Linked DNA regions of Mus musculus: region 2 is linked to region 1. Evidence: chromatin contacts called from public HiChIP or PLAC-seq data. All regions are on one chromosome and are shown on one strand. Each heading gives the region's core, a stretch centred on a gene start, on an enhancer-like site or on the middle of the called end of the contact. The rest is flanking DNA. Distances are from core to core; before and after follow the strand shown.

Evidence for each region. HiChIP or PLAC-seq counts read pairs in DNA pulled down with a chosen protein or histone mark.
Region 2: a RAD21 HiChIP or PLAC-seq map of pro-B cells shows a contact between it and region 1, with 7 times the contacts expected there. The contact joins two enhancer-like sites. A contact is called at or near these places in 1 of 15 datasets of contacts at CTCF or cohesin (pro-B cells) and 1 of 484 Hi-C or Micro-C datasets (bone marrow-derived DN3 thymocytes).

The regions. Positions count from the first base shown.
Region 1 is chr17:51,315,958-51,319,854 of GRCm38.p6, reverse strand. No RefSeq gene overlaps it. Among named protein-coding and RNA genes, the nearest start is that of C330011F03Rik, 130 kb to the left of the region's middle. Within about 2 kb of position 2,589, at least 1 of the 459 cell types and tissues checked has an H3K27ac peak or open chromatin away from gene starts, as enhancers often do.
Region 2 is chr17:51,775,594-51,779,303 of GRCm38.p6, reverse strand. The region is part of intron 7 of Satb1 (special AT-rich sequence binding protein 1); the gene reads left to right. Among named protein-coding and RNA genes, the nearest start is that of Satb1, 55 kb to the left of the region's middle. Within about 2 kb of position 1,308, at least 5 of the 459 cell types and tissues checked have an H3K27ac peak or open chromatin away from gene starts, as enhancers often do.

The DNA of each region.
Region 1 (3,897 bases), core at 1,340-3,839:
ATAAATTCAGGAAAGAGACACCCGCACTGAGAGCATGCAGAGTGAATGGATGTTTACCAAACAGAGGAAGGAGCATACCTCACAGAGAGATCAGCGGGTACGATGTCCAGTGGTGAATGGAGATGAAGTACCCTGGAAGACTTGAGAGGGGTCATGAGACTGGAAGGAAAGAGAAAATGGAGCAAGAACAGATAGGAAGCCAGTGCAGGCCAAGAAGTTTGTAAATAAAGTTTTATTGACCATCTTATCCAGAATGTGCTTGATTCTCGTTGTGCAGATGAAAAGCCAAGGCCCAGAGTTTAGCTAGAAAGCCTGGGCTCACATTGTTTAGAAAGTAACTGGAAGTTAGGCTTTTCCCCATATCATACCAAGGGTCCTGTTCATAGATACAAAGCAGCTCTAAGCATGATCTCTGTATGCCAGCAGGTAGGTCACATGTTCCTTGTTCATCACACCAATCAGTAGCAAGCCCAAGGGCATGAACTCAAGTCTACCAATAATGAATGGAGCAGAGAAACGTATTCAACTCATTTGAGCTCTCAATAACTCAATGCAAAGGAGCTTCCAAATGTTAGAGGAACTACAGAACAGACAAGGTAGCTGCCACAAGCCTCTTCACAATCTTATTGTTTGCTTAGATTGCATCATGAAAGAAACATTAAAACAATATAAGCCATGAGGATTTTTATTATTTCAAAAAATATAAGCTCCAAGGCTAGGGAATAGCCCAGGTAGTAGAGCTCTTGCCTAATATACCAGAGCTCTGGGTTCCATCTCCAGCACCAAATAAACTAAGCATAGTGGCATATGACAGCACTTGATCAGACACTGAAGGTCATACTTATCCACATAGGAAGTTCAAGGTCATCCTGAACTACACAGGAAACTGTCTCAACAACAACAACAACAACAACAACAACAACAACAACAAATCATGAGGGCTGGAGAGATGAGTCTGTTATTAAGAGCTGTGGTTGCTCTTCCAGAGAACCTGGATTCAATTCTCCAAGTACCCCACATGGCAGCTCAGAGCCATTCAGTTACAAGGCATCCAGGATGCCCTCTTCTGACCCCCAGGACATTAGGTACAAATGTGGTTCATAGAAATACATGTAGAAAACACTCATTCACAAAAATAAATAAATACATTATTTTAAAACAATGAAATTAAAATTAATGTAAATTCAGAAGCAGGAAGTAGGCAGTCTGTCACCTTTGATGCACTGACCTTGATTTCCATGACCCTCCATCATACACAAATGGATCAACAGTCAGCAGAAAGGAAAGGCTTAGTTTTCTTATGTCAGAGTAAGCAAACATTTTTCCCAGACACCTCAGGACACAATGTAGCAGGGTGCAGGACCACCCACTTCCAACAACTGTCTTGTTGTAGGTGAGATGACCACACATGCCTTAGACTAATCAGAACTTTTGTTTCTCAAAATGGGCTCTGTATCCCTTGAATGGTAGTTTCCAGAATCTAATTGGAGTTCTGTCCATAAGGACTTGGTGGAATTTTATCTGAGGTGACTCTTCTATACAACAAGACCCTTTGTTTTTTCTATATGCATTGGTGTTTTGTCTACATGATATCTGTATGAGGGTATCAGAGCCCCTAGAACTGGAGCTACAGATGGCTGTGAGATGCCATGTGGGTGATAGAAATTGAACCCAGGTCCTCTGGAAGAGTAGTCAGTGATCTTAACCACTGAGCCATCTCTCTAGCCCCAAGTGCAAGTCTCTTTTGTTTAACTTGCTCAGAAATCTCACCATCTAGGATACAGGAACAAGTTGCATCAAGTTTATTGATGGTGCACTGGGTACTATCAACATGGCGTAGGTAAGACAGCAGGCAATGGACAGAGAGGAGGAGGGCAGTCCTGGACCTATTCATTTCTGAGAAAAAGAAGGTAGGATCTAATTGTAGAATGAAGTGACCCCTGTGGAGAAAAGTATCAGACTTGCAGTTGCATCCCTGGCTCTCCAGGGCCTACACTAACTGGCCCATACAGGAGGGTCAGTAACTCTTCCAGGCAAGTCAGCCTTAAATCCAAAGATGGAATTTATATTATTCCAAGAGGCTGTGGTTTGAATATGAAGTATCCTTTACATGTTCATGCATTTGAATCCTTGGTCCCCAACTGGGATTGCTATTTTGGGACACTATAGAACCTTTGGGGTGAGACCTAGCCTACAGATGTAGGTCACCAGGAGTGGGCCTAGGAAGTAATATTCACTTCTAGTTATAGCCTCTTTGCTTCTGGGTCAGCTAACACTCTGCCCCCACCACTAATAACCAAGCTAATCTCATGCTGTTCTTGTCATAATGGACTAATATGTGCAATGTGAGCCAAAATAAAACCCTTCCTCTCTTAAGTTGCTTCTTCCAGGTAATTTGCCACAACAACAACAAAAAAAGTAATGAATATATTTACTAATCAGTAGAAGCAAAATCATGATATACGCCTATGGCACATTTTGCTGTTTCATCCCAGGGGTGAGCATGGAGCTAAGACCATGCAATAGTCTGAGATAAGGACGGCATTGGAAGCACATCTGTCCCTCTCGATGTAGCTCATAAAGCAAACAGGTCACCCAGTGCCTTTTCTGTGGTTTAGTAGCAGGCGCCATTGACTCTCCATGTGTAGTGAGTGACTTGCAAGTCTCATTCAGGCTTAAAGAGTCCTGTTCATCTTATTGGCAAACAAGACCTATGTTTGCTACACACTAAGCGTTTTAGTAGCTTTGCATCCCATCTCTACAGGAATCTACCTCTTTGTGAGTCTTTTATAGTTCCTATAGATGTGCTGTGAGTTTGTAAAAGGCTACTCAGCTACAGGACAGTCCAAAGTGACAGCTAAACACACCCATGTAGGCTTGCTTATGGCTCATCTCCAACACTCAGGAGTTCTTTGGGTAGCTGTACATCTCCAAGTCCCAGTTTCTTCAGCTATAATATGGCAATTCTTTGGGAAGTTAGAAGAATTAGGTGAGAGAATGACTTAGAGAGTGAATGACCATAGTAAGTACTCAGTCATCATCAAGTGTTACAGTGAAGAAAGAGCTGAAGCAAAAACAATAGGCCAACAGAAAAGACAAACACCCAAAGACATACACAAAGAAAAATACTCTCTGACATGAGGTTCTAGTGTTGAAGGACTCTGGGATTGCACAGGTGAGAGAAATCTCAGAAACAGCATAGAACTTCTCATGTCTTTAAGACTCTGTCCATTCAACACACATTTATTGAGTACTTACTATGGTCTAGATACTGTAGAGGACTTTAAGGCCTCATGCTCATTATGTCCCATTCATAAATTAGATCCAACAGCATTTCTGCTTAAGAAAACTATTCTGGAGAGTCAGTTGAGCTCATGCATTCCAGGAAACTTAGTTATTGTTACAAAATACTTCCACGTTAACTCTCTGATCTGCAGATTGGCCAAGAATCATTTGATACACACTTGGCTTGATTCAGCATGACTTTGTTTCCAGAGCGTCAGGCCTGCTGTACTTCTGTACCCCTGTGACCAAATTATCTGATACAGATAACTTTAGGGATGAAAGATTTATTTTAGCTCATGATTTCAGAAGGTTGCAGTCTTTTATAGTAGGGGAAGCCTGGCAGAGAGACTCCATGCAAGGCAACGGTATGAAGTGGTAGCTGTTCTCATCCATGAAGACAAAAAGCAGAGAGAGCAGGAGCCAGGTTCAAAGACCTGCCTCCCAAGCTAGACCTCACCTCCTAAAGATTCTAAAGGTTCCCAAATAGAACAAGCATTCAATACCCAAACCTGTTGGATCACTTCAGACTCTGTCTTTTAGGGTTTAAATGTGAAAATATTTCCCACAGGATTATGTGTCTGACAGTTGTTGTTTTGGTGATGTGTGAGACTT
Region 2 (3,710 bases), core at 59-2,558, 460 kb before region 1:
TCACAGTTGGATAATAGGTAGAAAGGTGCCATTATCTGGTGTGACAGCTCTTGATGAGCCTACCAAGGAACACAGATGAATGCATCTCCTTACAGCTTGCTTGGCGTGAGGCCATGAGCAGGTGGAGCTTGAAAATAGTCTTTCACCTGGACACATGACCAAGAACTCACCAAACAGGCCAGTAGCCTGGAGAATATTCTGTCTTTCTCTTAGGAGGGAGGGCGGGTTCCTGAAATCTTTTTTTTTTTTTTTCCCTAAGAGCTTTGAAGTTCCACAGAGCTGATAAAATCTATTTTAATCAGTGATTATGTTCAAAGAGGAGACAAACTGGAGGCCAGACAGGCTTTTTGTTCAGATTGGCCGTCCCTTTAACTTATCTGCTGTTTTAAAGAATTTATAATGAGCCTTTGGAAGGACTGATAATATTTATTGGAGGTTTTCTTTCTTTTGCAATCAGTAATGAATTTTACTTGTAATAACTTGTGTAACTCTTTGTCGGAATGTAAAATAGAAAGGTTTAGGAATTTATCAGTAAATGTATTCTTTAATTGAAAAACATCAGGGCTCTCCGTTAGCCACTAAGTAATGACAGAGTAGAATAATTTTATGTTTTCATACATACAACACAAATCTAATTATTTGTACGATCTGACCACCCAGTGAACGCCAGATTCTTATTTCTAGTGAGAATAATATTTGTGACGTGTTGGGAACCCCCTTCATAACATGCACGTCTTTTGTTTCACTTCTTTTTAGAAACAAGATTACTGATTTTACCTAATTTAGTTCAGTGACTTTATTGAAGCACCTATGGGACACAGATTGGCTGTACTTTAATTGGGTACCTCAGCTGGTACTGTAATGTGACAGGGTGTGTGGTCTTTCCGTACTGTTTCTTTAGTATGCTAGATTGTTGGTAATGATGTCTGGATCAGTCAGTCATGAGAAATTAATACTAATGACCTTAACCTTCCCTGGCAAGACTGCACTATATCTGACCTATATCACCTGGGAAAAGGGACCACATAGACACTGAATTCATCAGCCATTCGAACTACAACTGGAACAGGACCCAGACTTTCACTCTAGTGCCTGCATCCTAACAGCTGCCATTTGCATCCAGATTATTCTACATTGCTCTTAAGTCATTTTTAAAAATTAACACTAAATCATATGATTTCTAACAATATTTTTCAGGCATTTCCACCAGGGGGCACTCCCCTCATTGAAAGCTCTGGGCCAAAAAGAAAAAAAAAAAGTTTGTGAAACAGTAGATTGTCTGAAACAGTAGATTGTCTGAAACAGTAGATTTTCTGTCTCCACTGGCTGCTATGGAGCTCCTTGAATGTCTGGGGTTGGGAACACTGTCTTGGCACACTCCAGGCAGGACACCTGCCTTCACTCAAAGCTATGGTTACATTTGGGGAAAGGGCCCCTCAGAGGCAACGCTTCTCTGCTTAAATGGGAAGGTTTGCTGACTTCAGATTCTCACCCAAGTGGTGATGTCTTCTGGCTGAGCCACACCCCTGGTGAGTCTTCTGTTAACAAGACTTGAAGGAAAATGTTTCTGTGTTCTGTTTTGTTTTTTCTGACAGGTTTGGCTTACTCACTATACTTCTGCTGTGGAATATTCTTAATAGACATATATAAAATATTACTTTGTCATTTTGAGATTGTTAGATGTCTAATATCAAGTGCTCTGATGTACAAAAAAAATTAAATATTATACCCTAAATATTTATAGGGTATCTTTTGCCCTGATTTGTTTTCTAATTTACTGACTAGTTAGTAACACTGTGCAGATTGGCATTTCACAGAGCAAAGCCACTACTGAGTGCCTTGGCTGAAAGAGCCCATGGCCTTGGTTCTTTAGTAACAGTAGTCTTAGCTGATAATGACCATTTCAATATATTCTAGTGTTCCCTTTTTCATCTCTGCAGTCTATATACACATAATTACTTTAGTACTTATCAACAACTTTTAAGCATAAGGCATTGAGTTAGACAGACAAAATTAACTATACTATTATCCTTGAGGATTTCATGACATTTTCTATATTATATGTATTCCTATGCAATTGCTATATATTGCTTTACCAGCCATGTTTTTGTCTGTTCCATGTATGTATGTATGTTTTTGAGACGAGGTCTTACTGTGTAGTCTGACTGGCCTCAAAAGCATGATCTTACAGTTTTAGCCTTCTTGGTGCTGGAACTACAGGCATGGTATCATGCCTTGTTTTCAAGTAGTTTTTGTTTGTCCGTTTTTTAAGTATGTAACATTTTGTGGGAACAGTGGCATAGACTTTCAGTGTGATGTGTCTTGTTTCTTTTTATAAGACACATCAGAAATAGTCTAATCAGTTGTCCTAGTGCAGGTTAAAGAGTGGGATGGCTGACTGCCTGTTTGAATCTGAGGTCAGTTGACAGGATGTTTGGTTGTCAGTAGACAGAGTTGCAGTTACTAGTTAGTCTCATGGCCAAAAGGACAAATGCCTCAATTCTTAAGGAACATTTCTTATGAAAGTCCAGACATAAATCCAGGCTTTGGTTGCAGTAGACCAACTGTGAGATTTATTTGTGACTAACTCAGTTCCCCAGAGCTTGGTGGACATTTCTTCCCTCCTTAAGAAGCTGCTTATAAATCAAATGATGTATTTTAAAGGGACAGTGTTCTTATCTGTAATAAGTACTGTATCAGTATATCAGGCAGCATGATGCACTGATGAGAAATTGAAAGGATCTCCAAGAGTTAAAATTTTGGGGAGTCTATTTTACCTTCTCTCACTCAAATATACATTTTTTGACCATTTCTTTAGGGTTTGGGTAGAGGTAGATTTCAAATTGTGCAAAAATCTGGATGTAATTCTACTACTATCACGATAACTGATGTAACTATACTATGATAATATGTCTAAGTAAAGAAAGCAGGCTACAGATTGACGATGACTTCTAAGTCTTATTATCCTGGAGACAGCGCAGCCTTTGCTGTTCTTGGACTTCATACTCTTCAGATACATCAGAAGGAAATCACCCATTTAAATAATAAATTCCCCCCCAAAGAAAAACAAACATATTGTAATACTGAGTTATTGAGGGAAGAAAAACACCTTAAGAGAAGATTCTAGAAGTTTGTAAGTTTCTGCTGTTGCTAATAGTGACTTTTAGTTTGATGATACTCTTTTCAATATGTCAAATTCTGGGATAGATTTTTACAGTGTGGAAGAGTAGTTAATTATTTCAGGTGTGATCTGTGGTTTCTGACGTGCGAAGTTTCCAACCTGTTACCTATCGGTATAGCATAGAAAGTTTTACAGTTTCCCATGGCAGTCCATTTCCCTTTAAACAGCAACTTAATGACTACCTGTGACACTTTGTAAATTGAAAATTAAGGAACGACAAAATATCATCTATATAGACAAAAGTTTGAGTGGTCTTCATTGTGCTGCAGCTTGTTTTCTGGTATCTGCCTCAAATGCTTGGCTCACCCCCCCTAGAAATGGCCTTGTGCATTAACATGGTGAGCTGCTGGTTGCCCCGTGCCTTTGTCTGGAAGCTTGAGAACTATACAGTTCGATGTTGTTGTACTACGTACGGGGATTTTTACTTACTCTTAACTTCTCTCGACCATCTCTCAGTGAAAGATTTCACGGCAAGTTAAGCTACTCAAAGGAATGAGACCAATTAGGCCGGTTCAGTTTCTGCTATATG